Regions from separate parts of the Mus musculus genome. Here all the other regions are linked to region 1. A link is a contact called in public Hi-C and HiChIP or PLAC-seq data. All regions are on one chromosome and are shown on one strand. Each heading gives the region's core, a stretch centred on a gene start, on an enhancer-like site or on the middle of the called end of the contact. The rest is flanking DNA. Distances are from core to core; before and after follow the strand shown. Region 1 holds the start of Dusp4 (dual specificity phosphatase 4). Region 2 has its middle 32 kb from the start of Gm33968. Region 3 has its middle 24 kb from the start of B930018H19Rik.

What was found. A called contact is a pair of places that touch in the nucleus more often than the background predicts. HiChIP or PLAC-seq counts read pairs in DNA pulled down with a chosen protein or histone mark.
Region 2: a Hi-C map of bone marrow-derived macrophages shows a contact between it and region 1, with 29 read pairs. The contact joins the enhancer-like site here to the promoter of Dusp4 in region 1. A contact is called at or near these places in 5 of 39 promoter capture datasets (cranial neural crest, hippocampal neurons, liver and 1 more), 4 of 15 datasets of contacts at CTCF or cohesin (CD8 T cells, the NIH/3T3 cell line and large pre-B cells), 13 of 484 Hi-C or Micro-C datasets (the C10 cell line, bone marrow-derived macrophages, cerebral cortex and 5 more), 34 of 115 datasets of contacts at active chromatin or transcription factors (the 230-238 cell line, CD8 T cells, SST interneurons and 24 more) and 3 of 9 other capture datasets (adipose tissue, embryonic stem cells and liver).
Region 3: an HNF4G HiChIP or PLAC-seq map of pancreatic cancer cells shows a contact between it and region 1. The contact joins the enhancer-like site here to the promoter of Dusp4 in region 1. A contact is called at or near these places in 5 of 39 promoter capture datasets (the 3T3-L1 cell line, the C10 cell line, hippocampal neurons and 2 more), 4 of 15 datasets of contacts at CTCF or cohesin (CD8 T cells, the NIH/3T3 cell line, large pre-B cells and 1 more), 22 of 484 Hi-C or Micro-C datasets (the 63-12 cell line, B cells, CD8 T cells and 14 more), 34 of 115 datasets of contacts at active chromatin or transcription factors (the 230-238 cell line, CD8 T cells, the HPC-7 cell line and 24 more) and 1 of 9 other capture datasets (embryonic stem cells).

The regions. Positions count from the first base shown.
Region 1 is chr8:34,806,288-34,808,898 of GRCm38.p6, forward strand. Dusp4 (dual specificity phosphatase 4) reads left to right here and starts at 1,323. Exons shown (of 4, transcript NM_176933.4): 1 at 1,323-1,886. The coding sequence starts at 1,442.
Region 2 is chr8:34,550,820-34,553,430 of GRCm38.p6, forward strand. No RefSeq gene overlaps it. Among named protein-coding and RNA genes, the nearest start is that of Gm33968, 32 kb to the left of the region's middle. Within about 2 kb of position 1,287, at least 1 of the 459 cell types and tissues checked has an H3K27ac peak or open chromatin away from gene starts, as enhancers often do. A contact at or near this core is called in bone marrow-derived macrophages, where this site is marked.
Region 3 is chr8:34,663,332-34,665,942 of GRCm38.p6, forward strand. No RefSeq gene overlaps it. Among named protein-coding and RNA genes, the nearest start is that of B930018H19Rik, 24 kb to the left of the region's middle. Within about 2 kb of position 1,325, at least 11 of the 459 cell types and tissues checked have an H3K27ac peak or open chromatin away from gene starts, as enhancers often do. A contact at or near this core is called in pancreatic cancer cells and regulatory T cells, where this site is marked.

The sequences.
Region 1 (2,611 bases), core at 73-2,572:
TGCTTTTATAAAAGGTCATTCTTCCCATGGGCACTTTTCAGCATCTTTTCCTTCGTACCAAATGTAGACCTTAACCGTCATTTCCTTAGAGGACGTTGCGTGTGAGGAGGGAAGCGAGGACTCCCACCAAAGAGGAAAACCTCCGGGTATTCCCCCCCCCCCCCCCCATGGTTAAAAAAGCAGGTTTTAGGAAGCTTGGGCCCGAGTGCCTCCCATTCTCTTGCACGGGCACAGCATTCGGCCAATTAACGCCCCCCTCTGGGTTGTAAAGTAACAAACCCCTCCACCTCTCTTTTGTTATTGGGCTTCGGCGCGAGGGCCTTCCCTTTCATCTTTCTAAATCTGCGTTGGCCCAGGTTCCGCGGGAAGCTATAAACCAGATGTAATAGCTCGGGATGGAAATCGATCACGCTAATGTATAAACTAAGTCCGGGGAATCGCATGGAAAAAAACAAAGACAAAACACAACCGGCCGGGCACGAAGAACGAGATTAAGTCCGGCGAGGAGAGGTCCCCAAGCCCTACGGGGTGGCAGCCGCACAGTGTCAGGTTTCTCGGAGCTGCAGGAGCGAGACCTCGAAGACTGGGGAGGCCGGGGGGGTGGGGGGGAGCGCAGGGGTGAAGACCTCCACACGGAGAGCCCAGGCCTCAGTAAGGCCCCGCGTCGCCACCCGCAACGATCTCTACCAGGATCGCCGCGCTCCGGGGCTGAGGAAGGACAGGGCACCGCGCCGCGGCTCCATTCACAAAGTCCCCGAGCCGCCGGCTCGCGGGCGGGTCGGAGGCTGCCTCCTTTTCTTCCTCTAGGTCTCCGTTTTATGAATGGGCCTGGCAGCCAGCACCGAGCGCCCTGTTTACTCCTCTCTTTGTGACGTCGAGTCCCCGTGACTGGGTGCGAGGGGGCCGGCGCTCCATTCACGAGCCGGGGTGGGGGCGGGGCGGGAAGCTTGCGTTGGGGGCGGGGCCTGGCGAGGTAGTAATGACTCTTCCCTCCCCCGGGAGAGCCGGCGAGCATTAATAAATCTCTAAGCCAGAGGAGGAAACTCTGGCTGGGGCAGTGCGTGCAGCTCCGGCGGTGCAGCGGTGGGGGAAACGGCGGAGCCCACGGCAGAAGCAGCCCTAGCTAGCAAAACACACCAGAGGCGACAAACCGAGAGGAGCCCTCTCTCGTAAACACACTCCCCTGCTCGATCGCTTGCCCCGGGTGCCGCGCGCCCGCCAGCTTTGGCGCCAGAGAAGGCTGGGACTGCTATGTAACGTTGAGGCTGCGGGAGGTGGAAGCAGGGGTGTTAGAGGGAGAAGAGCCTGGGGCCAAGTTTGCGGGTCACTTCTGCAGGCGCCCTCTTAGCCCTCGCCTGGTTCCTTCTTGTTAGCCTAGCTGGCTCCGGTGCCCTTGGCCTTCTCCAGCTAGCTCCCCAGCTTACTGCGTTTTGCCGGCGACATGGTGACGATGGAGGAACTGCGGGAGATGGACTGCAGCGTGCTCAAAAGGCTGATGAACCGGGATGAGAACGGCGGCGGCGGCAGCGCGGGCGGCAACGGCAGCGGCAGCCACGGCGCCTTGGGGCTGCTGAGCGGCGGCAAGTGCCTGCTGCTGGACTGCAGGCCGTTTCTGGCTCACAGCGCGGGCTACATCCGAGGCTCGGTGAACGTGCGCTGCAATACCATCGTGCGGCGGAGGGCCAAGGGCTCCGTGAGCCTGGAGCAGATCCTGCCCGCCGAGGAAGAGGTGCGTGCCCGCCTGCGCTCTGGCCTCTACTCGGCTGTCATCGTCTACGACGAGCGCAGCCCGCGCGCCGAGAGTCTCCGGGAGGACAGCACGGTGTCGCTGGTCGTGCAGGCGTTGCGCCGGAACGCGGAGCGCACGGACATCTGCCTGCTTAAAGGTAAACGTGGGTGCCCGGGAGAGCGAGGTGGGAGGGTAGGTAGTGTAAGGGACTTGGCGGCCTGAGCCCTGCTGGGCATTGGGAGGAAAGTACCCGAGTGACTACGGGGTGCTGGAGTCCCCTTCCTCGCGTGTCTTTGTGCGTGTCAGTGTGAACGGTTTTGCTGTGGTTTGGAGCCTGAGTCCCGGGGAGGCCGTGCTGGCGCGTTTCCCCAATCACCTGCAATCCGCACGCGTCTTGGAGTTTCCGTGTTTGTTTACGCGAACGGTTCTGGCCTGGATGCTGGCAGCGGTTCCTCTGCGCAGCCCAGCTTCAAGTACTGAGAACGCGCTCTTAGGTCCCACGGGGACGAGAGAGGCCTGGTTCGGTATAACCCCGGGAACCCTAGAGGGGGGTGAAGGAAGGTGAATGCTAGGGTAGGAGCTGTCTCAGGAGTTCATACACATCGGTCAATGAGGAAAGGAGAATTGGGGTGCAGACCTGGGGAGCTATCTCTTTTTTTCCCCGCTGCCTAAACTCAGAGCTTTCTTGGATGGCGGCCAACCCCCACTTGCCCCGGTCTAAGGGAGGCTGAAGTGCTGTATTTGGGGGGGTGGGGGGACACCAGGCACAACCGCGCCTGCTCCTGCTAATCCCGGGAGCAGAGAGTTACCACCTTTTGTTCACACATCATTCTCGACTCTGCCAGCGGCGCGTGCCTGGTTCGAGCGAACCCTGGCGTAGGA
Region 2 (2,611 bases), core at 37-2,536, 260 kb before region 1:
TAGTGTCTCTCTGCCACCTTACCTAACATGGGGCATGAAGATCAAGGCTCTCTGCTTATGTCAACCCCTGTTCTTCTGTCTGGAAACATGTCACCTTTGCTATTTCAGCACCACTTCCTCTGGGAAGACACACCACTGTCATTAGCACATTTCCTTCCACATCCTCTATAAAATTAATGTCGTTCTTCACCATTGTTCTTGACACAGGAGTTTATTACAGTCCTTGTGATACTTCATGGCTGCCATGTCTCCCTTTAACTCTAAACATATGAGCTCTTCCCAGGTTCAACCTTATCAATTTTTCATCTTCCCTCAGCCTCAATTCATATTTGACTTTCAGTAGGTGCTCAGCAAATATTTGTCACATGCATGGGTAGCTGAACTGAAGGGTTCGTGGAAGCAAACCTTCTAAAGCGCAAATCACTAAACACACACACCATGACTGTTGTGGTGTGTCCTCGCTGTGTTTGTAGGTAATTGTCAATTCTGCTCTAGAAAATAAGAAAACACAAACAAAATAGATGACTTCATACGATGCAAAAGCCATGAGTCAGCAGCTCCCAATCCAGAGAACATTCACAAAACAGCTACGCAACGGAAGTTAGGATGGATCGCTGAGCATCCGAAGAGTGAACAAACCCAGAGTCTACAGATAGTCCTGAACCTCCGATGCTCAAGAGTCACGAGCTCTTCACTGGGTCACTAACGATGCTCCCTTCTGATAGTATATGCCTGCTTGTCCAAGAGATCTAGCTAAAATCCCTTGCTGCTCATCAAGGTAATTGGGAAACCACAGCTGTTGATAAGGGAGCTTGCCCTGCTGTTTCTCTCTGGGAAAGAAAGCTGTGTTGTGAACCCTGGCTGCTCAGATTTCGTTTCTCACCTCTGTGACTCTGTGACACAGGAGTAGTAAGGAAAGAGAACCTTAAAAGTATATGTGAGAATCAGACAGTTTGGTTGCTCCCCTCCCTCTGCTCACATCAGGTTTGTGACCTACATCATCTGTCCCTTCCTTCTTGGTGTGTCTTTCAAATAACTCAGAAGGGCTCCAGTGTAGCTCGGTAACACACTTGCTCAGGACCCACTAGGCCTCGGGTTTGATCCACAGTGCTGAAAAGGGGTACACAAATGAATAAAACATTCTCCCTCTATTACTCAAGCCTCGTTGGGGTCTGTGCCCCTCTTAACATGATCTGTGGGTCAGCTTGTTTGTTGGAGTGTGTATAATCTCCTACTTCCTCAAGGAAGTCATCTGAGGACAAACACATTTCCTGTAAGCATAAGTTCAAGTCACTGGACTGTTCTTCTCCACCAGGGATCCTCTCTGCCCAACTAAGAAACTGCTTCTCACATCACTTATAAGAGAAGGGAAATTTTAAGCGAGAGACTTTCCTCTGCACAATTCACAGTTGGAAGAGGATGTCAGAGTCTCTGAAACTGGAGTCACAGTTGTGAGCTACCAGGTAGATCCAGGGAACCAAACCTGGGTCCTCCGCAAAAGCAGCCAGTGTTTTTATGTGCTGGCCTATCTCTCCAACCCCATACACTAAACATGTTACATATATAACTCAGGCTGAGTTGTATGCAAAAATTCATGAGAACTCTTCAGGGAAGATTGCCGGAATAACATTCTTCATTGGTCAATACAAATGGGAGAGGCTTTGAGTTTTTTCCTCGAAAGACAGGAAATTTGGGCTTTTTTTCCCCAGAATCTAGGCAACAGGATCGTACTTGCAGAAGTCCATCCCTGTATTTTATCCATCTCATTCCAATTTCTATGCCCATGAACCAATAAAGACTTGTCTCACTGAGTGGGGAATTGGCTGAGTCGGTTCCTAGAGTGTGATATTATTTTTGACATTCATTTGTGTTTATTGGCCATCGATAGTATTATAAGTCCCGTTTATTGCTGCTCGGTTCAGATAGATCAAATTCATGTATAAAAATCCTCCCTCCTGAGTCACATTGCAATTTTATTCATCCTGACTTCCTGAGACTGTTCCTTTCTCTGGACAAGATCTACACCAAATAATTCATTCCCCTAATTCTATCAATGGTTCCTTTAAAAACAAATTTGTTGAACATCACACGGTGACTGCTTCTGAACCTTTGAAATCCCTTCACAACAGAGACCTACTGGTTCACTAAGAGAGAAAGACAGGGAGGAAAGAGAGGGAGACGAACAGAAGAAAGGGGAGAGGGAGGGGGGAGAGGGGAGGAGGGAGACAAAGCCTCCATGTGATCTTGTGTATTGAATTCACTTTCCATCTTCTAATAATGGGTTGATATTCAATCTCACTGGCATAGCACCATGACATCTACATAGTGGAGGATGCCTAATGCTAGAAAAATCGCCTTAAGGGGCCTTGGGGACTTCTGATGGTGTCTGTGACCCTGTAAAGTTGATCCCTGGCAATGCATACCAGACTCAGGACTCTGTTTGGTTTCATGTTATGTCAAGGAAAATGAATAGCGTTTTTTATCCTCGGATCTCCAGTGGGTCCAACTGTGTGATTGATGGTTATACACTGTATCCCTGTGTCCGATGGAAGCTTTCTCCTTTGGTATCATGGTGGGCTGTTTACAAGCAGATTAAGATCCCTATAACTGG
Region 3 (2,611 bases), core at 75-2,574, 140 kb before region 1:
AGATTTTTTGGATACTTAAGTTGGGGGTCAATCCTACCAGAATCATTCTTGATCATTACACTGTCCCTGACTTTCAGCTCACCTGAGCAATGTACCCCGAGGGCAAGTCCTCTTGCTTCTTGCACCCTAGCTAATGAAATAACTCACCCCTTCATTCAGCTTAGTTCCCTATAGCCAACCTCAGAGGAAACACCATCAACCATCAACCATCATTGTGTTCTTGCTTGAGCCCAATATTCCCACCCCAGGCTCTTCTGCATCCATGGAATGAAGTTCATGATTCTCTTCCTCCCAGAGAAGGAACCAGATTCATTACCTGTCATATCTTCAGTAGCTGATTGATTTCAATTTGATAATTTTTCTCAGATCTGATGACAGTATTTCAGGGATTTAAGACATCTCCATGATAGGGTCTTTTAAGTAATACCTACATTTATTTATGAAACCAACCATCTTCTCACTTTTCTTTACAAGTTTTTTCTTATGGTTAAATTAAAGACAAGAGTTGAACTATCCTTCGTTTTAATTCCCACCCCCTTTTTCTGTTATCTGTCATTGAAAAGTTTTGTTTGTTTAACCAAGGGACAAGGCTTTGTTGGACAGGCTGATTCTTATGTAAAACACACATATTAGAAATTCAATATTCCAATTCTATTATATAAATTAATTACATAACATTATATGCTTTTATCTTTACATAATTTATGTGTCTCCTGTCTTATATAACATGTTTGTCTTATTTGGGATTAGTAACACAGTTGTGTATTAGAAATATAATACACTGGAAATATATTGTGTATTATATAACCTGTTGGAAATGTAAAATAAGACAAATAGTGGTTCTCATGTTTGACCACACAGCATGGTGGAACTGGGCTGTTAGCCTGAGAAAGGCCCAGAAGCTTCTGTTGCCTTGGGCTCAAGAGACTGATCGCTATTATCTTGGTACATGAGTACCAAGTCTGTTTTTTCAGTCTTCTCATTTGGTTCACTGCAGGAAGGGGCTGGGGAGAGAGTGTGGGGGGTGGGGGTAGCTGCTTCTTACCTGAATCTCAAGGATAGACCATGAGATAGTAAACTGAGCCAGAAAGCTGACTTATTAGCCCACACCTTATTAGCTTATTATGGAAATATAAACATATAAATCCCCAACCATCACAGGTCACCAGCATAAGCAGCAACCAGAAGCAAAAGGAAGGATCCTACGGGCATCAGAGGACAACCTAAAGCACATCTTAGTTTCAGACTTCTGGCCTCCAGAACAATGACTAAGTCCTTCTTGTTTAAGTAACCCAGTTTATATTATTTGGTTAAGGCAAACCCATGACACGGAAGCAGCTGTATACACAAAATAGACTCTGCATGAATGGAATTGCGGGGAATACCATGTCTAAAGGCAATGGGCTGTGAAAGCTAGCTTATCTTGCTGCTTTTAGAAAGGACCTTCCAAAGGAGCCTCACAGATTTGACGTCTATGAGCAAAGCCCCATTTCCACAGAGACAGTACTTATGAAGAGATGAGTGTTTACAGAGTCACATTTAAAGTCTAACAGAAGCCCCAACGCCGGGGCACCTGTGTCCATTTCCAAGCAACAAGTAGTTCCAGCAAGACCTAGAGAACCAGATTCAGAGATAGTGAGGGCGCGCATGGGCATCTAACTTAATGGCATCTTCCAGTTTGTTGTTGTTGTGGTTTGATTGGTTGGTTTGTCTTTTCTTGTTTTTGTTTATGTTTTTGGTTCCTTGCAAATAAAACTCACAGGTGGTCAATATGTCAGGACATGTGGGAAGTATCCAAGAACAAGTTCCCCCAGCTTATTGAATGGCGTTCTCTTTGGGAACCAACAGATTAATAACCAAATGAATGGACTCTTTACATCAATCATGTGGCTAATATTGAGTATGTTAGTCTGAATTTTGAGGTCATCCGATTAGTTGGCAGGAGTGAATGGTGACAGAGTGGGCACCTTGTTGACCACTGCTGTGACTCAGTTTCCCCCAGCCATCCACAAGTTCTAGAAACCCCTCCTCTGGGCAGAAGGATGCCACCAGCTTGACTTCGGGCTCTGGAAACAGCTGCCTTGCTGGATACGTCCAAGAACATGCTGACTCTCAGAGCAGCAAACAACCAAGAGTCCTACACTGCTCTCACCCTTCCCCTCCTGCACCACAAGTAGGATGATGCACCATTGTCTGACCCGTGGCTAGACCCAAACGATGGAGGAAACAGATAAAAGCCATTTTGGCATTCTTCTGAAAAGGGTCAGATAGGAATGGTTGCCCATTGGACACGCAAACTTTATATGCCCCAGTACAGGGGAACGCCAGGGCCAAAAAGTGGGAATGGGTGGGTAGGGGGGTGGGGGGGGGAGGGTATGGGGGACTTTTGGGATAGCATTGGAAATGTAATTGAGGAAAATACGTAATAAAAATATTTTTAAAAAATTAAAAAAATAAAATGTTAAAAAGAGAGAGAGAAGGAACTCACACAATATGTACTCACTGATAAGTGGATATTAGCCCAAAACCTAGAATACCCAAGATATAAGATACAATTTCCTAAACACATGAAACTCAAGAAAAATGAAGACTGAAGTGTGGACACTATGCC